2 separate regions of the Capra hircus genome follow, and region 1 is linked to region 2. A link is a contact called in public Hi-C data. All regions are on one chromosome and are shown on one strand. Each heading gives the region's core, a stretch centred on a gene start, on an enhancer-like site or on the middle of the called end of the contact. The rest is flanking DNA. Distances are from core to core; before and after follow the strand shown.

What was found. A called contact is a pair of places that touch in the nucleus more often than the background predicts.
Region 1: a contact with region 2 is called in a Hi-C map of liver, with 3 times the contacts expected there. The contact joins the promoter of DIP2B here to the enhancer-like site in region 2. A contact is called at or near these places in 4 of 5 Hi-C or Micro-C datasets (blood and liver).

Annotation. Positions count from the first base shown.
Region 1 is chr5:29,062,055-29,066,421 of ARS1.2, reverse strand. DIP2B (disco-interacting protein 2 homolog B) reads left to right here and starts at 1,626. Exons shown (of 37, transcript XM_018047794.1): 1 at 1,626-1,879. The coding sequence starts at 1,780.
Region 2 is chr5:28,947,176-28,951,523 of ARS1.2, reverse strand. DIP2B (disco-interacting protein 2 homolog B) reads left to right here. Exons shown (of 37, transcript XM_018047794.1): 2 at 138-209. Among named protein-coding and RNA genes, the nearest start is that of DIP2B, 120 kb to the left of the region's middle. Within about 2 kb of position 1,788, at least 1 of the 5 cell types and tissues checked has an H3K27ac peak or open chromatin away from gene starts, as enhancers often do.

The sequences.
Region 1 (4,367 bases), core at 377-2,876, 120 kb before region 2:
CAATCAGGCATGATGTTACACGCCTTTTTCCAAGCTGAAATTCTTTTCTCAGCCTAAAAAAAAATTTTTTCCCCCTTCCAGCCCATAAACTACCACAGAATAGATGCTGAGGCCTTAACTCTCAAAGCACCAATTTTGGACTAGCATGGAAGGGGAAAAAAAATACTGGAATTCTCTCAAACTGTATGGGGAGATTTGGCATTTACATAAAAGACAATACTATTAAAGAATGGCAATTTAAAGCAACTGTCCCAGTGCTACTGCTAAGTCACGTCAGTCGTGTCTGACTGTGCGACCCCATAGATGGCAGCCCATCAGGCTCCCCGTCCCTGGGATTCTCCAGGCAAAAACACTGGAGTGGGCTGCCATTTCCTTCTCCAGTGCATGAAAGTGAAAAGTGAAAGTGAAGTCGCTCGTATCCGACTCTTCGCGACCCCATGGACTGCAGCCTACCAGGCTCCTCTGTCCATGGGGTTTTCCAGGCAAGACTACTGGAGTGGGTTGCCATTGCCTTCTCCCAACTGTCCCAGTAGTTTCTGATAAATACACCCACAGGTCTGGACTTCCCTGGTGGTACAGTGAACTCGAATCTGCCAGCCAACGCAGGGAGTATGGGTTCAAGCCCTGGTCTGGGAAGATTTTTACATTCCATGGGCAACGAAAGCCCACGGGCCACAACTACTGAGGCCCACCTGCTGCAACTACTGAAGCCCAAGTGCCTAGAGCCTGTGCTCCACAACATTGAGAAGCCACTTCAGTGAGAAGCCTGTGCAAGGCAATGAAGAGTAGCCCCATCTCACCGAGCTATAGAAAGCCAGCACACAGCAAGAAAGAGCAACCAAAAATTTAAAAATAAATACGTAAGTAGTAAAAAATACATACAGGTCTGGATCCTTAAGTTGAATTAAAATACTAATACTTTTGGAACACCTATTAATGATACATTAAGAATGATAAAAAGATAAGGAAGACAAAGTTCTCCTCTGGGAAGAGGTCAGAAGTCTAGGCAGGAGGACGCAGATTCTCCTCCTTCTGTCTTAAATGCTAGAACTGAAATAGAAACATAGCTTGCCAGGCTCTACTGTCCATGGGATTCTCCAGGCAAGAATATTGGAGTGGGTTGCCATGCCCTCCTCCAGGGGATCTTCTAGATCCAGGGATTGGAACCTGAGTGTCTTACATGTCTTGCTTTGGCAGGCGGGTTCTTTGCCAATTAGCGCCACCTGGGAAGCCCCTTAGAAACAAAGAGCTCCTGGTAAATGTGACCAGGAAGCCCCAGTGAAAAGAACTGCCTGAGTTCAAGTCATTATGAATGGGTGGTGTCAATTAGCCCGGGAAACGAATAAAGGGGCAAGATAAAAGCATACACTATTAGGTGCAGAGAACTGGAAAAAGCAAGGCCTGGGGCCCCTGAGAACTCCTTCCTCGCGAGTTCGTAAAAGGTAAACGTCCGGGTCCACAGCAACACAGTGAGCCCATTTCTCTGGAGAGAAATCGTGGCCCCGGGCTTGGACTCGTAGTTTCAGGAATCTCCCAGTAGAGGGCGCCATCAGCCCGGGAGTCCGCAGCTTGACTCGCCTGCGGAGGCGGTGCGTCCTGGGTCCGGGGGCGGGGCCGCCGGGTTCACGTGACCCTTGCTCATGGCGGCGGCGGCAGTGGGTGCGCTGGCGGCGCTCGGCGGCCGGAGCCGGATCCTGTAGCCGGGGTGTGGGCCCGCGTCAGTCCGTCCCTCCTTCGGCCCCCTCGTTTGTCTTCCGGAGTGTGGCTGGTAGAGCCGGGATGGCGGAGCGAGGCCTGGAGCCCTCGCCGGCTGCGGTGGCGGCGTTGCCGCCCGAAGTGCGGGCGCAGCTGGCGGAGCTGGAGCTGGAGCTCTCGGAGGGTAGGAGCCGGGCGAGGGAGCGGGCGCCCGGGCGCCGCTGCGGATCGCGGCGAGGGGAGACCGGGTTCCCACCGCGCGCCCTGGTGGCCGTGCGGGCAGAGGGGAGGAGGGTGCCGGAAATCTGGCCTGGGCTTCACGTGAAGGGTCGCTCTCCTCCTCTCCTACCCCGGAAAGTGGCTTTCCGTGTGGTTGATTGTGTTCTCTGGGAGCGGGGGAGCCGGGGCTGGGGGGAGAGGTCTTCAGGCTCGGGCTGCTTCTGCGCTCCCCTGTCCCCCCAAACCCCAGACAAAGCTGTGTCCTCCCGCTTCAGGCTTCTGCCCGGGCGCCGGGGCACGGTGGGGGCGGGGTGGGGGTGAGGCCGCCGGCGGGGTGGCTGACAGCTTGCTCAGGTCCTCCTGTACTCTCTTCCAGGGGAGGGCCCCACGCCTGTTTCAGCTCCCCTTCCCCCCTTCAGAAAAAGAGAGAGACACAGGGGAAATCCGCCAGCATTTCTTCTTCCTTGTTTAACAATGCGAGATGCCTCCCCAGTGACAGGAGTGAGATAGAAGCGGGGTGGGCCGTTGAGGGTTCTAAGGAGGCCAGAAGCAGTGGCATTAACCCAGAGAGACACACGGGGCGGCTTTTAGACCACGTTTGTCAAAAGGGTTGTTGTTGTTGTTTTCTTCCCTCGGTGCCTGTATTCGGGCTGAATTTTCCGCATCTGATCTCCTTTTGGAATCTTAGGAAAGGAGAGAGGTGGCTACTGGTTACATTGCAAATCCTGGCCGGCACGGTCTTTCTTTTGACAATGGATTGTTACAAGGACGCTTGGATTGGTTTTGAGAATTAAAAGAATGGAATAAATCGAGCTACTATTATTCAAGAAGTCCCTGGACAACAATGAGAGAAACGCTGCCCTGTGGTGGGCATGTGATCAGGCTTCTTGGGCAGTTGTGATCAGTTCTCCATAAAGTTCCTGTTTTTGTCACAGGCTGCCTCTGAGACAAAAGCAGCATTCTCTCCAAGCTTGATATCAGTACTGTGGTGGTGCCCCCAGAGTTGCATATTCTTGAGTTCTTTGCCAAAAGCCCTCTCCACTAGCATTTTTCAAGTGGATTAAAAATTGCTGATTGGAAAAGAAGAGTGTGACAAGTTTCCAGGAGAGTTTTGACTTTTTGTTTACTTATCAAGGCATTCTCTCTACACACCCCCTCCCCCCATCCTTTACAGTAAAAAAAAAACAAAAAAAACCCAAATCGATTTGAATGTTACAAAGTCACTTGGGCATGGAGGGAAATAATTATTTTTAATAACCTTGTTAGGGTTTCCCAATGTATAGGGAGGTGCCCTTTTCATTTGCACTCAATTAGCAACGTATTATTTTTCGGTTAATCAGTTGGGAAGTTACTCTTTGGCCAGTCCCCGGTATCAGTTGTGGTGGATGAGTCTGTTTCTGTGAAATGTTCAGGGCATTGCTATCTTGATTCTACCTCTCGAAATACCTCATTCTTCTAGACTAAAGCATTGTCATTCAATCCATGATGACTTTCATTCAAATTGGACTTTTAAAGCAAGTTAGAGTAACACATCAGCTATCTTTGATTAGCTAGAAGGAGAGAAGTTTGGCTGGATGTTTGCGTCAGAAAGAGATTAAAAATAGGAGTTAATTGCTTTTACATGGAGAGGGAAATCCTGGAAGCTCCTTATTCTTGGTGTATCTGCTTCCAGCTGATTATTCTTTACTTCTCTGGTTGTTTCTAGAGATGATTCCAAGGAACTGTTTCTAGGACTCATACTGGCTAGCTCACCTTTCCTTGAAGAAGGTGTGAAACTCCTACAGATTTTAAGGCTAAGGCTTCAGCATTTCTTCAGGTCAAGTGCCTGGTTTATTTCCTGTTGCAGGATTGTTTTGGTTTGGCATGTGGCTGAGATTTGAAATGGTTTCTTAAAGATTTATGCTACATTATCCGGTATTTCATCTCTTTTAACGATGGAAAACTGAAAAAAATACAGTTGAAAAACCTCAGGCCTGCAGTGTCAGCATCTTGACCATCTGTTTGTCTCTCTTGCTTAAAGTACGGAGAATGGTTGACTGGAGAAGTAGGTAGACATTTTTAGGAATTCAAGTGAAGTTGAGACCACCAGCAGCAATCCCCAAATCTATTGCACAGTGTTATTTGTGATGCCTGTTAGCATATTTTGAAGGGACCTTTGTTTGTTTTACATTTTCTCTACAGTTACTGCTCTGACAAAAGTACTTTTTTCTTTGGGAGAAAAGATACTTTTAACTCTGTGTTTATTGTGTGTGGTTGGCTTTGTTGCTCTCATTCCTCGATTTTATTCATTTTTCTCGGTTCAGGCTGTAGTGGGTCCTAATTATAGCGGTTGCCTGAGCTGTATGCCTTTAAAGAATTTTCTTTGTGCTCACTTGTGTTTTCAGCTGCGGGCTTGGGTCGCAGATGAGCCAGCTCTGCGCTGGAACGCAGGTTGTGCCTCCCTGGGCCGTTTG
Region 2 (4,348 bases), core at 539-3,038:
GGCAAAGAACCATACATTTTTTTCCCCCTACTCTCTATGTGGTAATTCTGTAACACTCTGTAATTAATTTTATTTTTACAGTGAACAGCCACAGAGTAAGAATAATGAGTAACCTATTTCTGTTCTTGCTATTTTAGGGGACATCACACAGAAGGGATATGAAAAGAAAAGGTCAAAACTCCTGTCTCCTTACATCCCACAGACACAAGGTAGGTAATGAGAAGTGGTTTTAAACCTTCTCAGTATTTTTATACTAATGAATGCTATCTTACTGGAGATGTGTCTTTTTTGTTGGTTCCTGTTTTTTCCCTCCCTTCCTCACCAGGGAAGGGAAAAAAAAGGAAGGAAAGAAAGGAGGAAATGAATCTTAATTGAGCATCTGCTGTGTGGTAGGCACTTAAAAAATACCCAAGGTCATCAAATCATTCATACAGAGCTTGGGTGGTAGTCACTGTGTCTGTGTGTCGCTGACATGATTCAATGGCAGAAGATTCTAGGTCATAGAAAAACCGCTTCTAATGCTTGAGTATGAACTGTGATGGAGAGAAGCAAGGGAGGCAAAGATGAGAAGGAGGGACAGATTCGGTATTGCAGAAGAAACCAAAGATTGCAGCACCTGGGGATTTGGGGATGAGAACCCTAAATAAACCTTTTTGCAGCCTGACTTGTGCAGAAAGACTGGCATGTTCTTTATATATCAGAATGTCCTGAGTCACTTTTGTGCTTATTTCCAGACGGGTTGCTGGAACCTTTGCCTCTAGGCAAGGCTGTCTGTTTCTAAGTCATCATATTTTTGAAGTTACTCAGCATCCAGGATTTCCTCTGATGGCCTGTTTCTACTTTAATCACTTTTACTATGAGGAATTTTTTCTTTATTTCTCATTTCCCCCCTGCAATCAGAGTCTGTTTCCACATGACTGTTTTTTGTGGAACTAATAATCATTGCTTTTATTTCTGGATTATAAATCCCTTGAGGACTCTGGAGCCCCCATGGTTCTAATGTTAAGCCTTGCACAAGGTATATAGCTTGTAAATATTTGTTGAATGAATAATGGAATACATAAATGAATAATGGTGGTATACCAATAGATTTCACCAACGTCCTTGTGTTATTTCCTGCACTATTTTTGGAAATTCCTCCCTGTAAAAACTAGTAGGTCAATGCCTAGATAGTCAGTTTAAAGTATCTTAATGAACAGATGGATGTAGAAATGAATTGAGAGAAAAGAGGTAGAAATCAGGCCAGTGACAGCTAATGAAAAGCCAGCTTTTGCTGAGCAAGGCCTGTCACAGAAGGGGAGTCCTCTGATTGGCTGCTTAATTATGGATCTGGCCCATGCCTCTGTAGGCCCAGAGATTTACTGTAGTCACTTTGTGCAGAAGCAATCAGATCCTGAGAAAATAACTCAATAAGGAATGTAACTATAAAAAGGACCATGCTCTGTCTGCTCTTTGTAGTCAGGTTATATAGAAACTAAATCATGTTCAAAAACCAGTTTATCAATTTACTGTGAGAAACCACTGAGACACACTCTAGTCTCTGTGGTCAGCACATTCTTGCCCCACGGGCAGGCCTATATGGGGAGCTTGATCACATATAGAAGGTTGCTTAGTGAGCGTGGATTTGACAAATCAGATGTTTAATTAAAGCAGGCCAAGGGATTAAAGCAGGCCAAGGGAGTGTGACATGGCATCTCACAGTGGGGATGGTTGTGCACGAGATCTCATGGGGGAAATAGAAGTCATTTGATGGCAGCTCTTTCAGCTTCCTGCTATCAGAACTTCAAACTCACCATATTAGTGCCCATCATGTTTATGACCTCCTGCCTTCTGGTTAAAAGGAGATCTCTCCATCCTAGCCAGGGTCAGTCCTTCCACCAGTGCTTTGGATCCCCTCCCCTCCTCCCTTTTCAGAAACCGTATTCCATCACCCAGTGACACCAAGCACAGGGCAGTGGGGGTGCGCCACCCTGGTGCGGGCAGTGAGGGCTGCAGTGTCTGTAGAAACTTGAAAAGTGGTGATATAGCCAACAAAAAGTTGGTCTGCCATTTCTTATCACCATGGATAGCAATTGTAAATGCTGCGAGTAGTAGAAATCTGCTCCCACTGAGGCGGACAGCTGCATCGCCCCCTTGGTGTGCCACTGCTGTCAGTTCCCCGACGCTCCTGTGCAGTCACCCTCTCCCTCTGAGCCAGATTCTTACCCCAGCAGATCAGCGTGCTCATTACTCTTCTCTTTAAAAAAATCGTCCTTAGTCTGCGCCTTCCACCTTTACCCTATCTCTCCTTTATGATCAGACTGCTGAGAACTTGTCTCTGCTTATTATCCCTGTTTTCTCAGCAGCTGTTCGCTTCTCAGCCTGTCCCAGTCCCTTGCCACTCTACCTCTTGAAACACTTCTTTAGAAACACTCTCCGCATTTTCTCACTCCCCTCTTCTTGTTGCTGCTAGTCGTCTTTGCAGGCTCCTCCTCTTCTGTTAAATCTTGGAATTCTCAAGGCAAAGCCTCAAGCCCTCTTGACATCTCACTCTACAGCCATGGTTCTCAAACTTCAGCCTGCATTGGGATCACTGGAGGACTTCTTGTATATACAGATTTCAGGACCCTGTCACTTCTCAACGTTTCTGATGCAGTTGGTCCAGGTTGAGGTTTGAGAATTTGCGTTTGTGTCAGGTTCCCAGGTGATGCTGCAGTTGCTGGTATGGAGAAACAGTGCTACATCTCTCTAGAGCTTTTCAGCCATCCCTGTGGCTTTAATGATCATTTATAGATGACTCCCAAATATGTGTCTTCAACTCAGATCTCTCCTGAACTCCTGATCATAGATCCAACTGCATATTTAACAACTCCATTTATATATCTTAAAGGAACCTTCATTCCAACCTATCCAGACATAGCCATTAAATGTTATGTATGACTTATGCTCATACCACCTGTACCACAGCACCTTCCCCTCCCTACATGTGTACATTCACACAAAATTATTAGTACATTATCCAGCATCTCCCAGACTTCTAGTTTCCACTTCTGAGTGAATGGAACTCCCATTCATAAGCCCAACATCTAGGCTTAAAAGTCATCTCAGCAGTCTCTTCATTCCCCACCTCTTGCCTATTACCAAGTTACATTTTCCGCTTCTTCGTGAGTCAGTTTCTGTAAGTTTAATTTTTCTAGGAATTTTTCTGTTTTGTATAAGTTTTCAAATTTATTGTTAATGACAGTATTCTCTTTTATTTTTAAAGCCTTTGCTTTGTTTGTGTATAACTCTTATCTCTTCTCTTTTTTCTCTTGATCAGTCTTCCCAGATGTGTGTCATTTCAAAGAACAAGCTTTTAATTTTGTTGATCTTCTTTTTAGTGGGTCTTTATTTTCTCATTTATCATTTTCAGCTTCTGTATGTTTTTCCTTCCTTGCACTCCTTTTCTAAATTTCCTGAGTCAGATGCTTAGGTTTTCAGTTTTCTTTACAAAGGTGAGTGTTTCTCCATTTACTGTGGTTGGAGAACATGCCTGTTCAAAATCAAGTCACAATTAGAACCTTAATTCTCCTCCCAAACAGCACGAGGACTTTAAGAACAAATGCATTTTTAGTACCTCCTTGTCTACATACCCCCTCAATTATTAGTTATTATTGTTCTGTGTAGTTCAGTTCAGTCGCTCAGTCGTGTCCGACTCTTTGCGACCCCATGAACCGCCGCACGCCAGGCCTTCCTGTCCATCACCAACTCCCGGAGTTCACTCAGATTCACATCCATCGAGTCAGTGATGCCATCCAGCCATCTCATCCTTGGTCGTCCCCTTCTCCTCCTGCCCCCAGTCCCTCCCAGCATCAGAGTCTTTTCCAATGAGTCAGCTCTTCGCATGAGGTGGCCAAAGTACTGGAGTTTCAGCTTTAGCATCAGTCCTTCCAAAGAAATCCCAGGACTGATCTCCTTCAGAATGGACTGGTTGGATCTCCTTGCAGTCCAAGGGACTCTCAAGAGTCTTCTCCAACACCACAGTTCAAAAGCATCAATTCTTTGGCACTCAGCCTTCTTCACAGTCCAACTCTCACATCCATACATGACCACCCGAAAAACCATAGCCTTGACTAGATGGACCTTAGTCAGCAAAGTAATGTCTCTGCTTTTGAATATACTATCTAGGTTGGTCATAACTCTTCTTCCAAGGAGTAAGCGTCTTTTAATTTCATGGCTGCAGTCACCATCTGCAGTGATTTTGGAGCCCCCCAAAATAAAGTCTGACACTGTTTCCACTGTTTCCCCGTCTATTTCCCATGAAGTGATGGGACCGGATGCCATGATCTTTGTTTTCTGAATGTTGAGCTTTAAGCCAACTTTTTCACTC